Linked DNA regions of Mus musculus: all the other regions are linked to region 1. The links are chromatin contacts, called in public Hi-C and promoter capture Hi-C maps. All regions are on one chromosome and are shown on one strand. The core of a region is the stretch at or near the end of the contact, and the rest is flanking DNA. Distances in the headings are between cores, read along the strand shown.

Region 1 (2,700 bases), core at 186-2,685:
GCTTCATATGTATCAAAAGATGGCCTAGTCGGCCATCACTGGAAAGAGAGGCCCACTGGACACACAAACTTTATATGCCCCAGTACAGGGGAACGCCAGGGCCAAAAAAATGGGAATGGGTGGGTAGGGAAGTGGGGGGGAGGGTATGGGGGACTTTTGGGATAGCATTGGAAATGTAATTGAGGAAAATACGTAATAAAAAAAAACACTTGGCACATTTATTATGCTACAATTATTTGTTTAAATTAATGTCTTAAATTTTCAAAACCATGTGGGTGGGTGGTGGTACTGCATATGTCACTGTGTTTGTGGAGGTCAGGAGACAGCTTGCAGGAATTGTTTTTCTCCTTCCTCCACGTGAGGTAAATATCTATACCCTGAGCTATTACAACTCTGTCTCCTTAATCTGTTTTCAGGATCAAAGGAGGTGTGCACGCCCACTGTGCTTGCAGCAACACTTATGGAAAACAGCACTATTTATTCCTAAGCTTGGGTCAGAAAGGGATGGCAGGTCCAGGGATACAGCTCAGAGGGTGGAAGGGACTCGCCTACAATGCTTGAGGGAACTAGGTTCCAGCCCTAGCACCATGAAAAAGGATGGCAACTGGCCCACAAGTCACAGGGGTTAGTAGTTGACTTGATGCTGAGTCCTTGTGTGAGTGTGTCTGAGTATTTGCTAGTGTCTGAACCTAGGACTTCAGACGTCTCTCCAGAACTGGCCAGAACTTCCTAAACTTCTCCATGATAGATGTTTTCTTTTTGGTTTTTCGAGACACGGTTTCTCTGGGTAGCTCTTGCTGTCCTGGAACTCACTCTGTAGACCAGGCCTGCCTCGAATGAGAGACTCAGTTGCCTCTGCATACCTAGTGCTGGGATTAAAGGCATGTGCTATGCCTCACTACCTGCTTTGGTTCCCACTCCCCTCCCCCGCCAAACACGGTCTCACTAGCCAGGTCATGAACTCAATCAATCCTCTTGCTTCAGCATCCTGACACGGGTGTGCTGGGTTTGCAGCCTGTACCACTAGGGCAGCATTGCTTCCTGATAGGGTGTAAGTTCCAAAGAAATTTCCAGAAAGGTAGGAAGTCTAGCTGGGTGAAGAGAGGGGGTAAATAATCAGGTTTGGATCCTTGCTTCTGAACTTCAACGTGGGCACACTATTAATTTCGGGAAGAGAGAAATAACCACGTGACAGGACTGCCACAGGGATAATACCAGCTATAAAAAACCAGCCTTTGACAGTTGCAAAAGAGCAGGAGTAGCCATCTCTCAATGCGCAGGCGTAGTGGAACAGCTTGGCACGTCCCTCCTTGTCCCGCCCCGCCCCGTCCCGTCTCACCCCGCCCCACCCCGCCGCCCCGTCTCACCCGCCCCGCCCCGCCCCGCCCCGCCCCATCTCCTGGGAGTCACCGGACTCAAAGGCAGTCAGTCAGCTGAGACACCGGGCGGTTCTTTTGACGGTGGGGCGGGGCTCCTGCGCGCTGCGCAGGCGCAGAGTCTGGGTGGTGGATCAGGTGATCCGAGGGGCTTCGGAGGGTGTTTGAGCAGTTGACTTAGGCCGTTCTCTCAGCCCAAAGTCCCCTCAGCAATGGCGAGTCAGTCGCAGGGCATCCAGCAGCTACTGCAGGCCGAGAAGCGGGCCGCCGAGAAGGTGTCCGAGGCCCGCAAGCGTGAGCTCCGGGACGGGGCGGGATGCTAGGCTGGGACGGCGACTAGGCCGCGGGCGGAGGCCGGGGGACAGTGTCGGGGCCAGAAGCTGTCCCGGCGGTGTCTGGAAGCCTCGAGGCTGGACCTCAGGTGCCTGTGGAGACAGTAGTGGGTTCGTCCACTTCTCGGGGTGGAGGGCGTGAAGTGGGCCACCCCACAGAAACTGCTCCCACCCGATCCCGATCCCTTGCTTCCGGCCGCGGCCCACCTACGGGAGCCACCTCCACGGCCGTCGAGTCTGCGAACCTAGGTCATTCTGGCCACCTCTCCCTCACGTTCGTCACTTTAAACGGTTCGCCCAGCCTCTCTAACCTGATCTCCGTCCATCGTTTTTTTTTTTTGTTTTTTTTTTTCTTTTTTCAGCACCATAGTTGAACTCCCTGAGTTCATGTGGCTACCTAACTCGGCCAGTCATTCCTTTCTTTGTTCCCCTGAGAATGTATTAGAGAAGTGCCGAGTTCATATTCATCACAGGGTATTTCTTGTTCCAGCGGAGGCGCACATACCAGTTAGGATGTGTGTAGCAGTGAAAGGCCAATATTGAGAGGGACAAAGTGGCCAGAAAAGTCAGTTTACCACGTGTGTAACTGGGACCAAGGAGTGGAAGAAGCCTGTAATATTCTGCAACAAATTCCCCCCCCCCCCACTTCAGACACCTGCTTAAAATTCGAACATAACTTTCTCGTCACACCTGGCCTTCCACTCAGCACTCCTTGTCCCCGCAGAATGGAGCTGGTATTTCATAATGGATTAGAGGAAGTGTTTTCATCAGTCAGGCTTTTGTATTCTCTCCTAAGCATGTCCCTGTGAGAAATTCTCTTCCCGCAGTACTGCGTCGCTTGAATCCTAAAGGCATCCTCATTTCTGGCCCTCCAGGCTTTTGCACTTCGTTTGCCCTGATGGTTAGTTTTGGATCTCAGAATTTGGCAGCGGTTCCTCATTCAGGCTCTTTCCCTCACTAATGCTTGTTTTTGACGTAGTGTTATAGTAAGC
Region 2 (2,757 bases), core at 215-2,714, 1.0 Mb before region 1:
ATCCCCTGTGGCATTTCTAGGTATTAAATACTAAGGGTTTCTCTGTAGACCAAAAACCTATAAAACAAGCACAGTGAAGTTGGTATGTGCCATGAGGCTATAAATCTGGAACCAAAGTCAGTCTTTGAACTCAGGGAATTTCCTTAGCAGGTTGAGGAATCCCGAGGAAAGAACATACAGAAAAAATATATATAAACTTCCTTGAGGCTGGGCAAAGTCTAGTGCTCTGGGCAGAGCTGAGCTCAGGTGCATAGCCCTGTAGGTCAAAGTCAGGAAGCAGTTATGCCTGCCATTATCTGTATGTGGTTTTGCCTCCATGTATATAAGTGCACCTCCGTCACGCCTGGTGCCTGTGAAGCCAGAAGAAGGTGTCAAATGCCCTGGAACTGGAATTTCAGACATTTGTGAGCTGTCACATGGGTGCTGGGAATCGAACCTGGGTCCTCTGGAAGAACAGCAGTGCTATTAACTTCTGGGCCATCTCTCCAGCCCATGACCCTTTTACAATTATTAGAAAATGGTGCCCTTGTTTAAGAAACCCATATTTATATTTGAGTATGCTTGACTTTCCTCAGAGTCCTTCTTTCCCCCCTAACCCTCATGCTTAATCCTGCATTAAAATGTTATTAATAAAATTTCCAACTTGGCTTCATTTAAAAAAATTACTAGTAATGTCAAAAAAGAGAAAGGTTCCTGGAGACTCTGACCAACAACATAACTGGTGAGGAGCTGGTGGAACCAGAGAGGGGCTGTGAACCTGCCAACAGCCTGGATTAGAACCCAAATGTCCAGACTCTAGCCAGGGCTGCCTTTGCTTACCCATGTTTATATTCTTTTAAAAGTTGGATTATGTTGAGCCTGGGAAGAGTGGGACAGAAGACAGTCCGTTCCAACTTGGCTCTGAGCTGCAAGTTCTCCCTGGAGTTATTAGTGCCAAATACCCAACTGTCAGTTCTCTGCCTGGAGTCAGAGACTGATTGCAGGTTTGTCTCCAGACAGAGGGGACTGCTTAGCTGTGTCTTTCAATCTGTGGGGTCCGGGGTTCATTCAGAATGCAGCCAAACAAAACAGAGGTGAGGAGGGGTGTGGGGGCGGGGCGCGTAAAGAAATGTGACAAAGAAGAGATTTAAGTCAGCTCGAAATAGTGAGACAACTTTAAAAGGGCTCTCATCGAGCAGGTAGGTAGGCTGAGGCCCAGCCAGGAACCAGACTGGTTCCGAAAGTCCTCTGGATGTCTCAGGACAAAAGTCATAGCGGGGCTGGGGCTCCGCTGCAGGACTGACTACCCTAAAAGCAGCGGGACGCGAGACTGGAGCCTCCGGGGCCAAGTCCACTGCTGGCTGGCCTCCAGCGTCCCCAGCTCGACTGCACGGATTCCCACGGTTTAGCACCCTCCACCCAGCCCCGGGCCTCCGCACCCACCTGGCTCGGGAAAAGAGACCTGAGACGCAGCGGCTGCTCCACCGGCTCTATGTAGGCGATCAGTAGCTCGCGACCCTCGGACTTGCCATTGATTCTCGCCCCGCCCCACTCTAGGCGTCACCAAGCTCCTCCCTCGCGCCCGTCACTCGCCACGCTGAGTCTTGGGCCTCTTGTCCCTTAGGTTACCCCGTAGCTTCCCTGCTCCCTGTCTCACGCCCTCTCACCGTCCCCTGGCTTCTTAAGGTCACTGTCTCACCCCTCATCACGTTCCTCCCCACTGCCCTTATACTCATTATCACAACCCAGGTGTTCTCTTTGCTTCTCATCTCTATCCCCCGGCCCCCGCCTCCGTGGGATGGAGACACTTAGGGGACCTAGACTAACTTGGGAATGGCAATGGCGGGGAGTGGGGTTAGGGCTCAGGCCGGCTCCCCAAACGCAGTGAGGACTCCAGCAAGGCTCTGTCCCTTTCTGTTCTGAGAGACCCCAGTTGGTTCTAGAAGGGAACTTCTTGTCTCACACACACAGTTTGTTGACTGCAATAACCTAGACACTTGGTTTTAAGATAGGGTCTCACTATGCAGGCAAACGGGTCCTGAGCATCTTCCTGCCTCAGCCTCCCAAGTGCTGGGATAATGGGCGTGCCACCGCCGTGTCTGTCTAACCTAGTTTCTCTCTGTAAAAAAACAAAAAACAAAAAACAAACAAACATTTAAAGGAAAGAAGAGTTTCCCTTTAAATGCGGTTTTCATAACTGAAATACACGTTTATATTCAAAAGTACCGTTGAAAGCAAAAAAGCAAAGCTTTCCTCTCAACCTAGTTGATTCGTGAGGTGCCAAGTAAGCACCTGTATTCTGTGTCTGACGCGTGGATAGAGCAGGAAAATGTCAGTTTCCTGCCTACGCGAACATGGGAGGATCAGGCAAAAACCAAGTTCATAACGGAAATGAGCTGTAAGTGCTGCCAAGGAATTGGCTGGGGGGCAGGGGCAGGAGGGCTTCCCTCTGCTCTTTTCTTCCCCTCCCCCACAGGTACCCTCTTAAAACATCTTCTGTTATCTCCTGGCTCTGTGGACTTTAGATGGACTCAACTCCCTCTCCCTGGGCCTCAGAAAGCAAAGTGCAAAGTCACAGAGCAGTCAGCTCACCTGCCAGACTGGTTTTGCCGAACAAGCTTGCTCCTCAGAAATGGAGGTAGAAAGGATAGCCAGGACATCAGAGGCCCACCTGTTCTTCAGAGAATCCTGGAATCCCTGACTGTATCTCTTTTCAGGGTCACCTCAAACCTAAGCCTGTAGGTTCTGATTCCAACTCTGCCACCCTGGAGACTAGAC
Region 3 (2,700 bases), core at 51-2,550, 1.2 Mb before region 1:
GGTCACTCCTGTATTGACTGCCCAGTATTCTAGGAGACTAATCATTATTGGTAGGATGATGTGTCAGTCATTCTTAAGTAGGTTCATCACTATGCACAAAACTTGTAAAGCAGGCGTTCAAAGAAGGGCTGTGCAAAGATGTGAGCTTTGCAGTTAACAAGTCTGAAGGGAGACATGAGGTCCACTAGGACAACGCAAGGGAAAACACTGAGCTAATTATTAAAGGGGGGGGGTGGGGTGGATCTAGCCTGCCGTTAAAGACTTCTCTCCCAAGATGGCATATATGATGTTTGAAAGCAGAAGAAAACGAATAGTCTTTCCCATTGGCGTTACACCTTAGGGCTTAAAAAGCATAATTTCGCAGGCACTTCGTGAGCAATCAATGTGCACCAGGAGTTACTGTTCTGAGACCTAGACAGAAATGAGCAACCATAAGCAGTTCAGTCAGGGCTTAGATTTCAGTAGGTTCCATGTGCTAAGGCTTGTGGAAATATGGAAGATGAAGCAGACTATTCCTCCCGGGACTGTGAAAGCAAAGAATCACCAAAAAGGTAACCTCTGAAGTAGGCTTTGAAGGATGCCAGAGATGGCCCACCAGGTCCTGGTTCAAAGTGTCACCATCCTGTTCTCGGGGAAGAGAAAGTCTCTTGAGTTTACAGCTCGTATATTTATTATAGGAGCTGACTCCTATATAAACTCCGAGGCAAGCAGTCTCCCCAGCAATCCTCTCCATTTCACTGGAGAAAGTGTGATTCACAAAGCAAAAGGGTGTCAAGGGAGGTTCCAGTTCCTGAACCCAGACGGGCCGAGGTGACACCGCTACTCAGAATGCGAAGGCTGAGCGGTGGAACGCGCCGAGGGTCTGTCTAGACCCGGAAGTTGGGAAGCGGCCTGAGAAGAGCCCGACCCCTGCAGCCACCGCGCCAGTCTCTCAGCCCAGCGCTCGGGTCCCGTTCCTCAATCACTCACCCGCCGCTTGGCGAGAGGAAGTCGGTGTCATCCTCGTCTCCGGCACCGAACATCACGTCGGCTTTCGCCCAGCTGAAGGGAGGAGGAAGTTGGATGTTCCCAGGGCCTGTCACCGCCGGTAACGTAAAACGCCGTGGCGGCGAGCTGCTTTCCGGCAGGACAAACTCTCTCAGGGTAGTGAGGCCCAGAGGAGACCCAGCGGTGGAGGAGGTGGAGCAAAGGCAAATGAGGAGGTGAGCTCCCAGTGACGCAAGGCCTCACCAGCCCTCCGAGGAGGTGGAGTTCCTAGGTTCTGAGCGGTGATTGGTGGGATCACCCAGGGGGCGGGTCCAGGGCGGGAATCCGCGGCCTTTACTGCGGTCGTGGGACACGTCGAGCCGGGCAGTAGTGGCGGGGGCTTGGTAGAAGTCCGTACCGGACTAGGGGATCCAGTTCTGAGAGGAAGACTAAGGCGGCGGGGCTTACCCTGTGAAGGTAAGGTCACTCCCCTCCTTTTCCCAAACCCGGCGTGTTCGCTGTCCTTTTCCCTCCCGAACCCTGGACCCCCCGCAGCTCCCTTAAGCTGGGCGGAAGGAGAAAGAGCCCCGGACTAGAAGTCATGGGATCTGAGCCGAACAGTGGCAGGGATCTTACAGCGACATTGCTGTTATGACCTTAGGGCAGGGTGCTCGGTGCCTCAGTTTCCCCATCTACGCAAAGGACCGCGTGTCCAGTGTCTCCATATGCGCTTTTTCAAGGTTTTAAATCTCTGAAATCATCGAGTCTGATCCGGGTCTCTTCGTAATAAACTGATCTGCAGGCAAGAAGACAGAAGAACTAGCCACTTGGGTGACTAGTCCGAGGTCACACAGAGTGAAGAGCAGACCTGGTCCTTTGTATCAGGGTTTAGAGAGCTGATGAGTGAGGAAGCCTGGCCCTTAACTAGACTGTGTGGCATAGGACTTGGGAAAGGACCCTGTTTCTAAAGTCCAGATAAGAGAGGTCCAGAAGAGCTGGGATATTCGGGAGGGTGGATGATGGACGAGACTTTGAAGGTAGAAAGTCCTCAATCCAGTTTTGCTGAGCTGAGTTTTGTTGCCAAGGTTTTAAGTCAACATTGGTTGTCGCTGACTTTTCTGCCTCCAGTTTTCGCCCACTCTGTTGCATGTCTTTCTTCTATATTTCTTTGGTTAGCCTGTTTTGTTTTTGTTTTTGGGTTTTTTTTTTTTTTTTTTTGAACGATCTTGCTTAGCCACGCTGTGGCTAAGCAGATAGTGTGTCCCAGTGTCCATTTCCACAGTTCTCATTGGAGTTCTTTCTGGTTTTCTTCCCAGTCAGGTTGATCCTGTAAGTGTCCCTTTCCGGAATGTTTTAGTCTCTTCTGATGATACTAAAGAGATTGGAAGCTCTCTCCCAGAGAACTTTGTACCTCTTGGCACTTCCCCTGTGGGGCTTTTTATTACAGTTTTTGAACTACTAACTTGTAAGTCTTCTTGCCCACAGTGGATTCTCATTAATTTTTTATTAGATTGAATAATATAACTTAGCTTTGTTCCCTTGTTCCTTAATTTACTCTCGGTTTTTTTTTTCCCCCGTGCGACCCAAAGAGCCAAGCAGTGGCTCTTGTCTTTTATAGGTAGCTTCCAGAAAGATAAAAATGCTGTACTGGCTGTGAACTGTCTGGGTTGCTTGGTCTCTTTTGTTCATTGAAGGTGACTGTACTATTGTCTAAAACTCCAGGGGAGGGGGAAG
Region 4 (2,907 bases), core at 296-2,795, 1.1 Mb before region 1:
GGTCTTTTTAAACTACCTAACAAGACCATCCAAAAAATATCTCTGAAGGCTCATCACCCTGCTTCAACCCACAAAGGCTGGAAGCACTTGGAAAGGTGCTGAAAGGTCATGATGGCTCTGGATGCCCTGTGGGTTTCTGGGGGAAGCAGATCTACATCTGAACCCCTGATCTGTCTCTGTCCAAATCTGCTTTCCAAAGGCCTACATTAGATAGAGCTCAGAAAATCCTCTTTCGGTTATGTAGTACACAATTCCTTTATAGCCTTTGATACAACTGTGATCCATAGAGCTAACTTGCTGTCATGGGGGCAGAACTGAGTGAAATGAATCTTATTTCAGTAGACTTTTCTCATCCTGTCTGTAGACACACACACACACAAAGATTCAAAACAACAACAACAACAACAAAAAACCTCTCATATGATCCTAGTGACTTGAGATGTCTTATACAAACATTTGCAGTCTGACACAGTATTAACCCAAATATTGAAGAAATGACGCTGTAAAATGTACTACTTAGCAAGGTAGTGAGATGCCCCTTGCCTCTTCACCTACCATGAATCACACAAGACTGAGCAAGTTCCCCGTGACTTGTTATCGAAAAGAACTCTTCCCACTCGGGTTTATTCTAAGAATGTGCCTACTAGGCCTGACTTTTCTTGTGATATATTCTTTTTAATAAATCTCTGTGTATGTGTTCTGGCCTAGCAAGTATGATCACTGAGACTTTTAACATGGCGCTAGTTGTGTACATGATTATTATTATTTTTTTTTTTTTTTTTTGAGACAGGGTTTTACTGTGTAGCCCTGGCTGTCATGGAACGAACTCACTCTGTAGACCAAGCAGGCTGTCCAAGAACTCAGAGATCTGCCTGCTTCTACCGCCTCAATGCTGGGACTAAAGGCATGCACTGCCACTTCCCAACTGGTATAAATGATTTTTTTTTTAAATCCACGCTCTCTTCCCAAATCTTTCACATGGATGTCTATCTAACCTATACTCTCTGTGACTAAGACATCTACACCAGTGTTCAAAGATTAACAAACGACTCGCAGAAGCTTATAGGAGGTGGACTGGTTTGACTCTAATGATAATGTAAAGGAAAAGATTCAGACAGTAAGAGGATTTACAAGACACCCGGTCTCACTGAGGGTCGGCGCTAGATCAGAACTCCCAACGTTGAGGACCATCAGCGTGCAGTTCTTTGTTGTCTTGTTTGTTTTCTTTCTGGCCCTTCAGATTATAAATGCTCCTACTCCTGTCCATTATCTGAACTGCTAAAGCTTACTTTCATGTGCACGTGCCAGGGGAGGATTACGCCAAGATGGAAGCAGGTGAAACCAGGTCCTACACATACCCTCCCAGACCTCCTCCTCACTTCGGGTGGGTGGCTGGCTACCGCTGGGGAGAGCGCGAAGATGCCCCCCGATGCTCCCTCTCTCCCACCTCGGGCTCCATACCCACCGGTGGGCTAGCACCGAGGCCCGAAAGCACGGGTAGCAGGCATCCTTAGCTTCCACAGGTTCCCGCGCCTCCGCCCCTAGCAACCAGGCGCGCGTCGCTAGGGCGGGAGTTCCACCTAAACGCTCCGGGCGTCCACGGCAGCCCCGGAACCCAGGTTCCACGTGCCGGAAGTCCCTCAGGGGCCGAGCCGAGAGAGCGTATTTTCCTTTTCTAATTTGATGGTATGTGAATATTCTATGCAGGGGAGGTTTGTGCTTAACCACGCTACATGAACATGAAGCACCTGTATCCTCCAAGAAAAGCGGTGATATCTGTCGTAGCCACAGCGAGTAAGCGATTAATAAGTGTCACTTTGTAATTATTATTCGCCCAGAAAATTTATTTTAAATGTCCCTGAATATAGACAGAGATTTTCTCCATTGAACATTTCCCAAACATCTTAATCCATTCCTCTCATTTGGCATGTGTGTGTTTATTTTTACTAATTTTTCTAAATAGATAAAGTAATGAGTTTCAAATATATGGAAGGTTTTGATTGTGCCGTTCGCCTTTGTGTGGGGACCATGTTAATTTGTTTTCTGTGTCAATCCACTTTTTAAAAAACGGTTTGAAAATAACTTATTTTATAAGTGTGAGTGCTTTATCTGCATATACATATATATATATATATATATATATATATATATATATATATATATATATAATTTGTGTGCCTACTGAGTTCTAATCCTACAGAACGTGAGTTACCGATGGTTGTGAGCTCGATGGTTGTGAGCTGCCCTGTGGGTTTTGGGAACTGAACCTGTGTCTTCTGCAGGTGCTATAAGTGCTCTTAACCGCTGAGCCATCTCTCCAGTTCCTATATTGTTCCAATTTTAACACATGTGCTGCCAAACTGAATACTTTTCACTTTGTTTTTCATCAAACTGGGATGAGCCAGCACCACAAACAAAAAGACTGTCAGTACCTTCTTCAGATTCAAATGGGAAGGTACTAACAAAAGACTAACATCTCGAGAGATGACTTAGCGGTTAAGAGATCCTGAGTTCAATTCCCAGCAACCTCATGACAGCTCATAACCATGTGGGATCTGATGCTCTCTTCTGGAACACAGGTGTGCATGTTCTAGCTCTACAGGTAGAGCACTCATATTCACAAAATAAATAAATCTTTTAAAAAATAGTTGTTAGGTAAATTTTGGAGTCAGTGTATAACCCATTGCTATGGCAAAATACTAGCAGTAGAATAGACTTCTACTGATTTCTACAAAATACTGTATTTCTACAAAATACTGGCAGTAGAATAGACTTCTACTGATTTGGGTCAAGTACAAACTAAGGTGTTAGAGTCTACTCCCAAAGCACTCTGTTCTGGGATACAACCACTTTGAGAAATGCTTCTGGCATCTGATCCTTCCAAACTGGTATCTGTAGTCACACTTG

Evidence for each region. Promoter capture Hi-C pulls out the DNA fragments that hold promoters and counts their contacts. A called contact is a pair of places that touch in the nucleus more often than the background predicts.
Region 2: a promoter capture Hi-C map of the HPC-7 cell line shows a contact between it and region 1. The contact joins the promoter of Hdhd3 here to the promoter of Atp6v1g1 in region 1. A contact is called at or near these places in 3 of 39 promoter capture datasets (the C10 cell line and the HPC-7 cell line), 5 of 484 Hi-C or Micro-C datasets (the G1E-ER4 cell line, liver and regulatory T cells) and 3 of 115 datasets of contacts at active chromatin or transcription factors (large pre-B cells, microglia and pancreatic cancer cells).
Region 3: a Hi-C map of cardiomyocytes shows a contact between it and region 1, with 4 times the contacts expected there. The contact joins the promoter of Slc31a1 here to the promoter of Atp6v1g1 in region 1. A contact is called at or near these places in 2 of 39 promoter capture datasets (the C10 cell line and pre-B cells), 3 of 484 Hi-C or Micro-C datasets (CD4 T cells, cardiomyocytes and regulatory T cells), 1 of 115 datasets of contacts at active chromatin or transcription factors (double positive thymocytes) and 1 of 9 other capture datasets (adipose tissue).
Region 4: a promoter capture Hi-C map of hippocampal neurons shows a contact between it and region 1, with 2.7 times the contacts expected there. The contact joins the promoter of Wdr31 here to the promoter of Atp6v1g1 in region 1. A contact is called at or near these places in 3 of 39 promoter capture datasets (erythroid cells, hippocampal neurons and pre-B cells) and 2 of 484 Hi-C or Micro-C datasets (double positive thymocytes and pre-B cells).

What each region holds. Positions count from the first base shown.
Region 1 is chr4:63,543,330-63,546,029 of GRCm38.p6, forward strand. Atp6v1g1 (ATPase, H+ transporting, lysosomal V1 subunit G1) reads left to right here and starts at 1,436. Exons shown (of 3, transcript NM_024173.2): 1 at 1,436-1,670. The coding sequence starts at 1,589. It overlaps Gm38592 (a long non-coding RNA gene), which reads left to right and starts at 1,964. Exons shown (of 2, transcript XR_881351.1): 1 at 1,964-2,609; 2 at 2,688-2,700.
Region 2 is chr4:62,500,736-62,503,492 of GRCm38.p6, forward strand. It overlaps Hdhd3 (haloacid dehalogenase-like hydrolase domain containing 3), which reads right to left and starts at 1,465. Exons shown (of 2, transcript NM_024257.1): 1 at 1,423-1,465.
Region 3 is chr4:62,359,401-62,362,100 of GRCm38.p6, forward strand. It overlaps Slc31a1 (solute carrier family 31, member 1), which reads left to right and starts at 1,301. Exons shown (of 5, transcript NM_175090.4): 1 at 1,301-1,443. It overlaps Fkbp15 (FK506 binding protein 15), which reads right to left and starts at 1,196. Exons shown (of 28, transcript NM_001045528.2): 1 at 970-1,196. The coding sequence starts at 1,022.
Region 4 is chr4:62,469,354-62,472,260 of GRCm38.p6, forward strand. It overlaps Wdr31 (WD repeat domain 31), which reads right to left and starts at 1,546. Exons shown (of 11, transcript NM_023597.3): 1 at 1,466-1,546.